2 separate regions of the Ovis aries genome follow, and region 1 is linked to region 2. Evidence: chromatin contacts called from public Hi-C data. All regions are on one chromosome and are shown on one strand. The core of a region is the stretch at or near the end of the contact, and the rest is flanking DNA. Distances in the headings are between cores, read along the strand shown. Region 1 holds the start of S100A10 (S100 calcium binding protein A10). Region 2 has its middle 42 kb from the start of THEM4.

Region 1 (4,770 bases), core at 860-3,359, 53 kb after region 2:
TCTCTGAAAGGATTCCATTGTTTCCTTCAACTTTAAAAGACTGGACTGGATCAAGGCCATACCAAGTGGGTAGTGCTCTAAAAAAGTCACAGGGTTGGAGCTGTCCGTGGAAAGCAAAGAGGCACTCAGTTTCAGCTCCACCCAGCCCAAGGCCTGACCTCACTGGAGAGTAGCTGCTGGAGAGGTTGGCCAGGTGCCAGACATGGGAGGCAAGGGGGCCATCTGATGTTGTACACAGGAAAAGCCGGGGAAGAGCATCGCCTAGAAATCAGAGTGCTTTATGCCCAGAAGACCATTAGGAGAATCTGAAGAAACAAAATAAGAATCTCCAAATGGTGGATCAAGGACCACAGTGAAGAAAGTAGCTTCTGGCTGTCAAGGGAGGAATACATCACTTGGAAGAGATGATTAAACAGAAACCAGACAGGAGTCTGTGCGGGCAGGGCTGAGGAAGAAATTTCAGATGAATTGTGAACTCATTCCTGCCCTAATGCCTGGCATCACCTTTTGCAATTTGATGAAATATGCTGGAGGCAAAGATCACTGACAGGGTGTTTCCGTGGGCCTGGCCTCACCTGAAGGGCAGGATATAAGTCCACGGCTGCAGTTTGAAACTCATGCTGTAGGGGAAAAAGAATCTGCAGTAACTGCAAACCTCTCAATGGGAAGCACTACCTCCCAAATAAAGCTGAGGCAGCCTGCCAGTGGGAATCCAGACCCATAACCCAGCAGCTGAAACGCCATGACCCTACCAATCTAACTTGTCCTCAACCACAGTTCAGTCAAGAAACCTCTCCTTCAGATGGCCGGCCTGTCCGGGTGTGACTCATTTCCTCTTGGAAAATGCCCTCTAAAATGGCACAGTTCCCCTTTTCCTTCAGGGGAGTGTTCTGTCTGAACCATCTGCAGAGAGTCTGGAACCATCCAGACCACACCCACATGGTCTCACAACTGAGTCACAGGCTTCCACTAGGAGAATCCGGGAGCCCTTTGTGCTAACCACGCCCTGCAGAAACCTCAAGGGAGGGAAGCGGGTGGGCTTAACGTATTCCAGAGTCTGGACCAGGGCCCCGTGGTGCCTGGCACAGGGCTAGCTGCTCTGCTGGCCCCTCCACCCTCGCCCAACAAGGCAGATTCCGGGTTTCAGTTAGGTGGAGACCGCCCGAGGCTGGAGAGTGCGGTATTCAGGTCTGGGGGCAAAGCACCAGTCCTTTGCCAGGCTCAAATTGTGTCCAGGTACCAACAGTTCATTTTACTGGGCCAGGTTAATCTGGGGTGTTAGATCCTTCATTAAACTTGCTCTTCCTCTATCTCTGTATAGATCCACTAAAATAGCAAGAAGGGAACCCTTTCAGTACAAAACCCACTTCAGTGGTGGCCGAAGGTGATGGCTTCCCCTTACCCCCTCAGCAAAACTGTTTTATAAGGAAAACAAATAGAGCCGTCTTCCCTCCGCTGGTAGAGAGAAACTTCTCGTCTAGCAGACAAATAACAGGAAGCCCAACCTTGAAGCTTCGAGGAGAGGGACAGAGGGGTGTCCTTTAGGGCGAGAACCCGCCAGCCCTCTCCGAGTCTGCACGGGCCGTCCAGCTAGGAGGCTACGAACATCTGGACAGAAGTCAGCCTGCAGCCGGAGCCCACAAAGAAACAAGCCGGCCAGGACAGGGGGCCAGAAACAGGGATTCGGGTAACTGCGGAGACCAGTCGAAAAGCAGGAGGGGTGTAAACAAAGATATACCGAAAGGTAGCGCAGAGCAGACCCCGGGGCACCGACACCGAAGTACTGGTAAAGGCCAAGTGCTCCCTCCTCTGGGGGTCTGGGGGGGTCGCGCCGGGGAGGGACAGGGGAGGTGCTCGCCCAGCTGGGGTGTGGCCCAGAGCTCGGGGAGAGGATACCCCCGCATGCCCAGCCGACGCCGGACCACCACCATCGTCGCACCCCCACACCTGGGACGCCCGGTGAAGACCGCCTGGCCAGCGGGAGCCGCCGACGTGGGGATTTCCCCGGGCGCGGGCTGTGGGGCCGGGGACCGCCCGGGACCGGCGGGCAGGACTCACCTTGGCGGGAGGCGCAGCGGGGACGCTCGGCTGGCGGGGACGCGCGGCCAGTGAGCACAGCGCCGCGGGCAGGGCGCCTTAGTACGTGGGGGTGGGGGGCGGGGGGAGGCAGGAGGAGCCTGGGCGGGTGGCAGGGCCTCGGCTCACCCCACCTCTTCCCCTCCCTCCTCTTCCTGCCCGCCTCCCTCTCCCCCCGCCCCGCCACACTCACACCCCGGGCGCAGCGCACACACCCTTCTCTCGCTATGCGGAGTAGCCTCGCTCCAGGCCTCCACCCGCCCCCAGAGAGAAAGATATTGTCAACTCTTCCTACTCAAATGCTCTCGAATATTTTCGTGCCCTTCCTCTAGGGTTTGCTTTTAGCGAGTAAGTGTGGAAATCAAAGAATCCAGTCGTTCTGCGGGTGGGGCGCGCTGGCCCGGAACCAGATTGTAAGCTCCTCGTCTGTAAACTACAGGTCTAGGAATTATTTTCTACATGATATTGTAGGGAGGGGCACCTGACGCAAAGGCCTCAGACTTGGTTTCAGATTAGACTCTAAGAGGTAAATTGGGAGGGGGGGGGTCCAAGGCCTGCGGGGGGTCTCCCCCTCACCCGCCGCCCCGCCTAAGGGTTGTTCTCGGAGAAGGCGAGTTCACTACCCGCCGCAGTGAAGGGGGTGGTGGTGCTGTTTGGCTTTTTAGCTCCAGGGCATTAAGAACCTTTCGTTGAACTGGAAATTGACCCCTCTTAGCGTGCGTGGCAGTTGGTCTGGCGTTCAGTTTCGGCTGTAGTTGACATGATTAAAACCTGTTTAAGAATCTCCTTTTTTTCCTTTTTTTTTTTTCCCCTGAAATTGGCCTGTTTGGTCCTCAAAGCACTTCGGAAGTAATTTAGAGAAAACCTAAGGGTTTCCTAGCTGGTGCTATCCACTCCCCCACCCCCAACATTTATTTTAATTGTGGTTCAGGGTTAAATGCAAACTACTAGCAGCTGTTGGTGGAAAAGGGCCCAGTCCCAAGTCTTGGGTTTTCCTTTGTTCCCAGGGGAGGTCCTGGGAGGAGTGAGTGATCCCTGAGGAATGAGCAGTCTTGGGGAATCCTCCAAATGCCTCCATGTGACTAATCTGAGCTCTTGCCAGGAAAACTCGGATTTCAGTTCTCACTCCACTGAGTTCCTCAACCCTGGTGCTGAACGTTCAAGGGGGCAGTTCTGCAGCCTTCCCATAGGCTTCCTAAGCTCTTCCTAGGCTGTTGGCTACAGTCAAGAGTGGAGAAAATTCTCGGTCCCTTTAGTTCCAGGAAAGATGCAACTGGATTTAGAATGAGAACACCTGAGTTCCTATACTATGCACTCCTTGATTCCTTCACTTGATTTGCAATGTTTAGGAATGCTTAGTGTATGTACTGAAAGAAGGCGATGGCACCCCACACCAGTACTCTTGCCTGGAAAATCCCATGGACGGAGGAGCCTGGAAGGCTGCAGTCCATGGGGTCGCTAAGAGTCGGACATGACTGAGTGACTTCACTTTCACTTTTCACTTTCACGCATTGGAGAAGGAAATGGCAACCCGCTCCATTATTCTTGCCTGGAGAATCCTAGGGACAGGGGAGCCTGGTGGGCTGTCATCTATGGGGTCACACAGAGTCGGACACGACTGAAGTGACTTAGCAGCAGTGTATGTACTAGGGCATGGGGATTCGGAAATCAAAGAATCAGTCTGTCCCTCAAACTTCAAGCTTTGTTGGAAGATAGATTAGCAAACAAAATCCACTGAGCTCAGTGAATGGTAGAGGATGCTATCGGACACTGTGAGCATTGAGGAGGCACCTCCAAGTCCCCATGGAATTATCACAGAACAATTCCTGGAGCAGGAACATTTGATAGATGTTTTAAAGATAATATTTACCATGACTTTTAAATTTGATTGTAAAACAGGTGCATTCTTCTTGTAGAAGGTTTGGGAAATATACCAATGTATAAGGAGAAAAATAAAATCACTTGTAAATGCATGGACCAAAGGTAAACATTTTTATGTATTTCCTTTTTTTCTGTTCATATTTATGTGGTTGCATTGAGTCTTTGTTGGGCCCAGTAGTAGCCCCATGACATGTGGGATCTTTCTGGACCAGGGTTCAAACCCATGTCCCCTTCATTGGCAGGCAGATTCTCAACCATTGGACCACCTGGGAAGTCTTGGGTAGTAGTTATTTAGTGAAGGGCTGCTGCTGCTAAGTCGCTTCAGTCGTGTCCGACCCTGTGCGACCCCATAGATGGCAGCCCACCAGGCTCCCCCGGCCCTGGGATTCTCCAGGCAAGAACACTGGAGTGGGTTGCCATTTCCTTCTCCAATGCATGAAAGTGAAAAGTGAAAGTGAAGTCGCTCAGTCGTCTCCAACTCTTCTCGACCCCATGGACTGCAGCCTACCAGGCTCCTCTGCTCATGGGATTTTCCAGGCAAGAGTACTGGAGTGGGGTGCCATTGCGTTCTCCGAGTGAAGGGCTAGGAAGTGCTAAAATTTGTTTAAAAAAATAAGCAAATTCATTCTTCTTGCATTTGATATGGTTTTCCTAAATTTTGACATTGATTATAAAATTATGTATTCTATTTTTGCTCCATAACTTATTTTTACTATTTATATGTCATCAAGACCGTGATTGTTCATTTACTCATTCCTTTTTATTTTTTCACTCAACAAGTTACTGCAATTGACTCTTTATGTCTGAGAGTTC
Region 2 (4,541 bases), core at 866-3,365:
TCCATAGGGTCACAAAGAGTCGGACGCGACTGAAATGACTTAGCATGCATGCATATATAATATCTATATGCATAACCTAAAAAAAAAGAATCTGATATTCAAATGGTCATGTAGAAGAGAAATAAAAGGGAAGTAATTTATACACTAAAAAACAAAAAAATTGAAAAACAAAAACCACTATCAGTTCCAATAGGTAATTGGTCAGATGTAACTCCCTTGGACGACATCATGATGGAGTTGGAATCTCCCAAGTACACACAGAAGCCCTGTGCTTCTGATAGCTACAGATACTGGCTGACACAGGTATGCTTGACTCAAATTGTTGTCGGTCATCTAATTTTGCAAAATGTGAACTATTCTTTGGAAGGGTCTGAACAACTATTCTCAGGGAAGGGTTTGAGCAACAAGAAGTTTAACTTCGCTTGATTTACATGATAGTTGTGTTCCTGGAAAATTTAGTAATATTTAAGCTGTGCCGAAAAATATTTTGCATTTATATGTAAAATGGAATTAGGCTTCAGGTTCAGATAATCAAAGTTTTTTTTTTTTTTTACCTACATGAAGACTGGGAGGATATATAAAGCTGTGTAGGATGTGAGGCAGTTCACCACTGTGCTGACCCATTCATTGCAGAACATCTAGTATCTAACCCCAACCTTAACCCTACCCACTGAGTGTTGGCAGTGCTTGCCAATCATTGTGACAACCGAGCCAAAACCTAACAAAACAGAACAGCTCACCTGTGAATTTCCCAGACTAGCGGTGACATCATCCTTGCTGAGAAACACCAGTGGTCAGCATTTTTGAGTTACCAGTGTTTTTCACTGGGAGAGATGATAGCATTAAAGTTGATATTTGTTGAGTTCTAATTATGCGCCAACACTGTTCTAAATTTTTAATCTATTTAAACTTGTTTAATCCTCACAACAACCCTATGATGTAGAGTCAATTTATAGAAAAACCCAATTTATAGATAGGAAACTAAAACTTATCAAGTTTAGGCAATGCACTCAAGAAAACCTAGCTAGGGAATTCCCTGGTGGCCTAGAGGTTAGGACCCCATGCTTTCCCTGCTGAGGGACCTGGTATAATCCCTGGTTGGAGAACTAAGATCCCGTAAGCCTTGTGGCGTGACCAAAAGGCAAAAAAAAAAAAAAAAAAAAAAAAGAGAGAGAGAGAGAGAGAAAAGAAAAGAAAACCTAGCTAGTAAGTAAAGAAATTGGAATCCAAACCTGGCAGTCTGGTGCTAGAGCCCTTGTGAGTAACCACAGCACCCCACTGCTTTATGGCAGAGGCTGCTCAGTCTTTAATTACTTTCTCCCCAATAATAGCGATCTCCTTAAAATTTATCAGATGGTCCTAAGCTAATGTGTCTAAGCCTGCTGCTGGGGTAACTGATCAAAATATTTGACTCCCTTTCTAACTGTCTTGCTCCATTTCTCTCTCTCTCTCTCTCACACACACACATACCGCAGTCACACCACTTTTTCTTTCCCTCTGGTTCACTGGAAGGAATGATGATATCAAAGCTACTGCAGATCTGTGAGTGATGATAGTAAGGATTGGAGAAAATGAATCAGGGGCCATTCACTGGAAAGATTGTGTGTGTGTGTGTGTGTGTGTGTGTGTGTGTGTGTGTATTGTATTTTCACCATGGATGTAGTAACTTGGTTACAGTTGCTTGGTAACTATTTACTGTTATAAGTAATTTTTTTAAAAAAGAAAACTGGCTCTGTGCAATTCCACACAGATTTTTCCTCCCCCTTTACAGTCTCTAGTTCTCACTACTGTCATGGGAAAACAAAAATGCAGTAGTGCTCCATGCTTCACCTTTCCTCTTATTCCTCTCTTGTGTTTGGCAGCCTCTCATAGCACTCCGTATGCCAAATTTTGCAAGTTCAGACATTTGAATGCATGGCCTGAAATTGTTTCACAGTAGCTTTTTGAATGACTAGTTTTAGATATTTATTGGCAAAACTATAACACTGCAAAACTGTAACACTCTTTCACTAAAGGAGAAGAATTAAATAAATTTTGTATTTGGAGTAGTCAACATCCTACCACATAGGATTTGAATGTAGTAATACCCCTAGTCTGAGAGTGGGCTCAGTGGAGTTCCAGGACTTTAGGCCCGAGGTGCCAGTAGAGCCCCATGCTGGAGGGCATGACTGCCCTGTGACAAATCCCCAAGGTGGACTTGCTTTGGGACCTTGGGTAAGTTACTCAAACTCTTTAAGACTGTTTTCTCATCTGGGGATGGAAATAGTACTAGTCCCTAAATCAGTGTTATTGTGGAGATGAAATGAGATAATGGATATGTAATAGCCAAGCCTTTAGGTTCCCAAGCAAATAATAATATAGGTCACTAAAATAATATCATGAGTGCTCCAAGGTCACCAAATCTTTAACGGTCAGGTGCAAATGTTCCAGGGTGTCTTCTATGGTTAGAGGTTGTGAATTACCTACTTGGTCATCCATGCTGTCCTTTTAAAACATTTTAGTAATTTGCCACCTTTAAAATTCAGGAGATTTTGTACAACGCTCTGAATTTCTGGCTTCTTGTGAAAATGTGGGAATGTCTAAAAATCTCCTGCCTTTCCTACACAGCAGCAATAAAGTAGAACTGAGTTGGGGATGTACTCCAGGGACTCTGTCTTGTCATCTACCAGCTCCAAGGCATTTGACTTAGCCACTACCTGGCATGCAGAACATCTTACCCAGCACCCATACCTAGAAACAGTAACAGTCATTGTGTGTCCAGCCCCTCCTGTGTAGAGGAGCTGGGAAGCAAAAGCCCAGTAGGGTGAAGTTACTGTAAGTCCCGTCACTCAAGAACTCCTGTAACTGAACTGGAGCATACATAATCTTACTAGTCAGCAGTTTTAGGCTCATTCTTGAGAAACATGTCAATCTAGCGGATGAGACATGCCTGTTATATTGCAGTATTTAGCTGAAAATTCAAAAGGAAGTTCTTAAAATCAGGAGAATGGCTCTGGTCAAATAGCATTTCTATGGCCTGCGTTTTCCCTTTTCGAATACATCTAGACAAAACCTGGTTTCGAAATATTCCAGCATGTCTCATTGATCTTGGTGGGGAAGGGGAGAGTGGGAATATAGGAAATTCTCAAAATACCCTTAAAGCATAATTGATGCACATTCTTCATGTATTAATAATTTGCCACGTTGGCATAGAGTGGGAAACAAGACAAGTGGCAGTAAGCAAGGAACAATTTGGGAGACACTGGCCCTCATTCTCACGAGTACCTGCTACGTGGCCCTGCAAGTAAAGAAGTAAATATGCTACTAAGTAAAACAAATCTATTTGCTATTGTAAATGAAACTGTAAGCAAGTACCCATGCCCTCCCGCACTGTCCCTCAGACCGTTATCATTAGATCCATTCTTTGTAGGAATTCTGAAGAAATGTGGGAATGTTGTTGGCAGCTTCCACCCCTCTCCCTGAAGGGTATTGTGAGTTAAGACAATGGGGATCGAGTCCCATTCCTTAGAACTGGTCATCCTTGCATTAGTGGATTCACAGCAAAGAAGCTTTATGGTTTGTTTTTCTGAAATTCATCTGACCCCCTCTGCTCTTGCCCTGCTCCACTGCCCTTTGAATTTGATCTAGGTGCTTGGTTGGGAGTGTAATCAGAATTACAGAATTTAAAAAAGAAACTGTGCTTGACTTTGCCCTGTTAATGTATGTATGTGTGTGCTCAACTGTCTCCGACTCTTTGTGACCCCATGGACTGTAGCCTGCCAAGAGCCTCTGTCCACGGGATTTTTCCCAGAAAGTATACTGGAGTGGGTTGCCATTTCCTTTTACAGGGAATCTTCCCAACCAAGGGATTCTTGCAGCTCTTGCATTGCCCTGTTAGGGCTCCAATATTCTGGGGAGGCCCCTTTGGCTGTGAATACTTTAGAAAAACTGAACATGAGCAAAAGAGAGACAAATTGATAAAATTTGAAAGACCACTTCTTATACAGTGTCCTCCCAGTTCACAGGCTTCACAGATTGCACAATGGCAAATGTGCAGTGCAGAAGACACAGGAGACGAGGGTTCTATCCCTGGGTTGGGAAGATCCCCTGGAGGAGGGCATAGCAGCCCGCTCCAATATTCTTGCCTGGTGAATCCCATGAACAGAGACGTCTCTCAGGCTACCATCCATAGAATAGCAAAGAGTTGGACACAACTGAGTGACTGAGCCGATGCACACACACTCCCAGTTAGCAGACAAACTGGCCTTCCAAACAAAGCATATGTCAGGGGTCAGACTGAGCTCAGATGGATATAAGTAAGCTCAACTGAATGACAGAGTTCTTAAATCTAAGACTGAAACGTGTGGCAGGGTGTCCAGGAAGAACCTGGTGTGAGTTAGTGTCCTTGATCCTCAGAACCACCTAAAAAGGTAGGAGCTATTACTATCCCCGTATTTTGAGTAATGAAACTGAGGGACAGAGAGTAAAGTAACTTACCCAGTCTCAGAGGCAGTCAACTGCAGAGGTGGGTAATGAGCTCGGACAGTCCCCCGTAGGGTGTG

Evidence for each region. Hi-C and Micro-C count contacts between places; a contact is called where the count stands out from the background.
Region 1: a Hi-C map of liver shows a contact between it and region 2, with 4 times the contacts expected there. The contact joins the promoter of S100A10 here to the enhancer-like site in region 2. A contact is called at or near these places in 13 of 16 Hi-C or Micro-C datasets (blood, hypothalamus, liver and 7 more).

What each region holds. Positions count from the first base shown.
Region 1 is chr1:101,966,910-101,971,679 of ARS-UI_Ramb_v3.0, forward strand. It overlaps S100A10 (S100 calcium binding protein A10), which reads right to left and starts at 2,110. Exons shown (of 3, transcript XM_015092248.3): 1 at 2,059-2,110. It overlaps LOC105613037 (a long non-coding RNA gene), which reads left to right and starts at 1,503. Exons shown (of 4, transcript XR_006060717.2): 1 at 1,503-1,786.
Region 2 is chr1:101,914,311-101,918,851 of ARS-UI_Ramb_v3.0, forward strand. No RefSeq gene overlaps it. Among named protein-coding and RNA genes, the nearest start is that of THEM4, 42 kb to the left of the region's middle. Within about 2 kb of position 2,116, at least 8 of the 54 cell types and tissues checked have an H3K27ac peak or open chromatin away from gene starts, as enhancers often do. A contact at or near this core is called in tail adipose tissue, where this site is marked.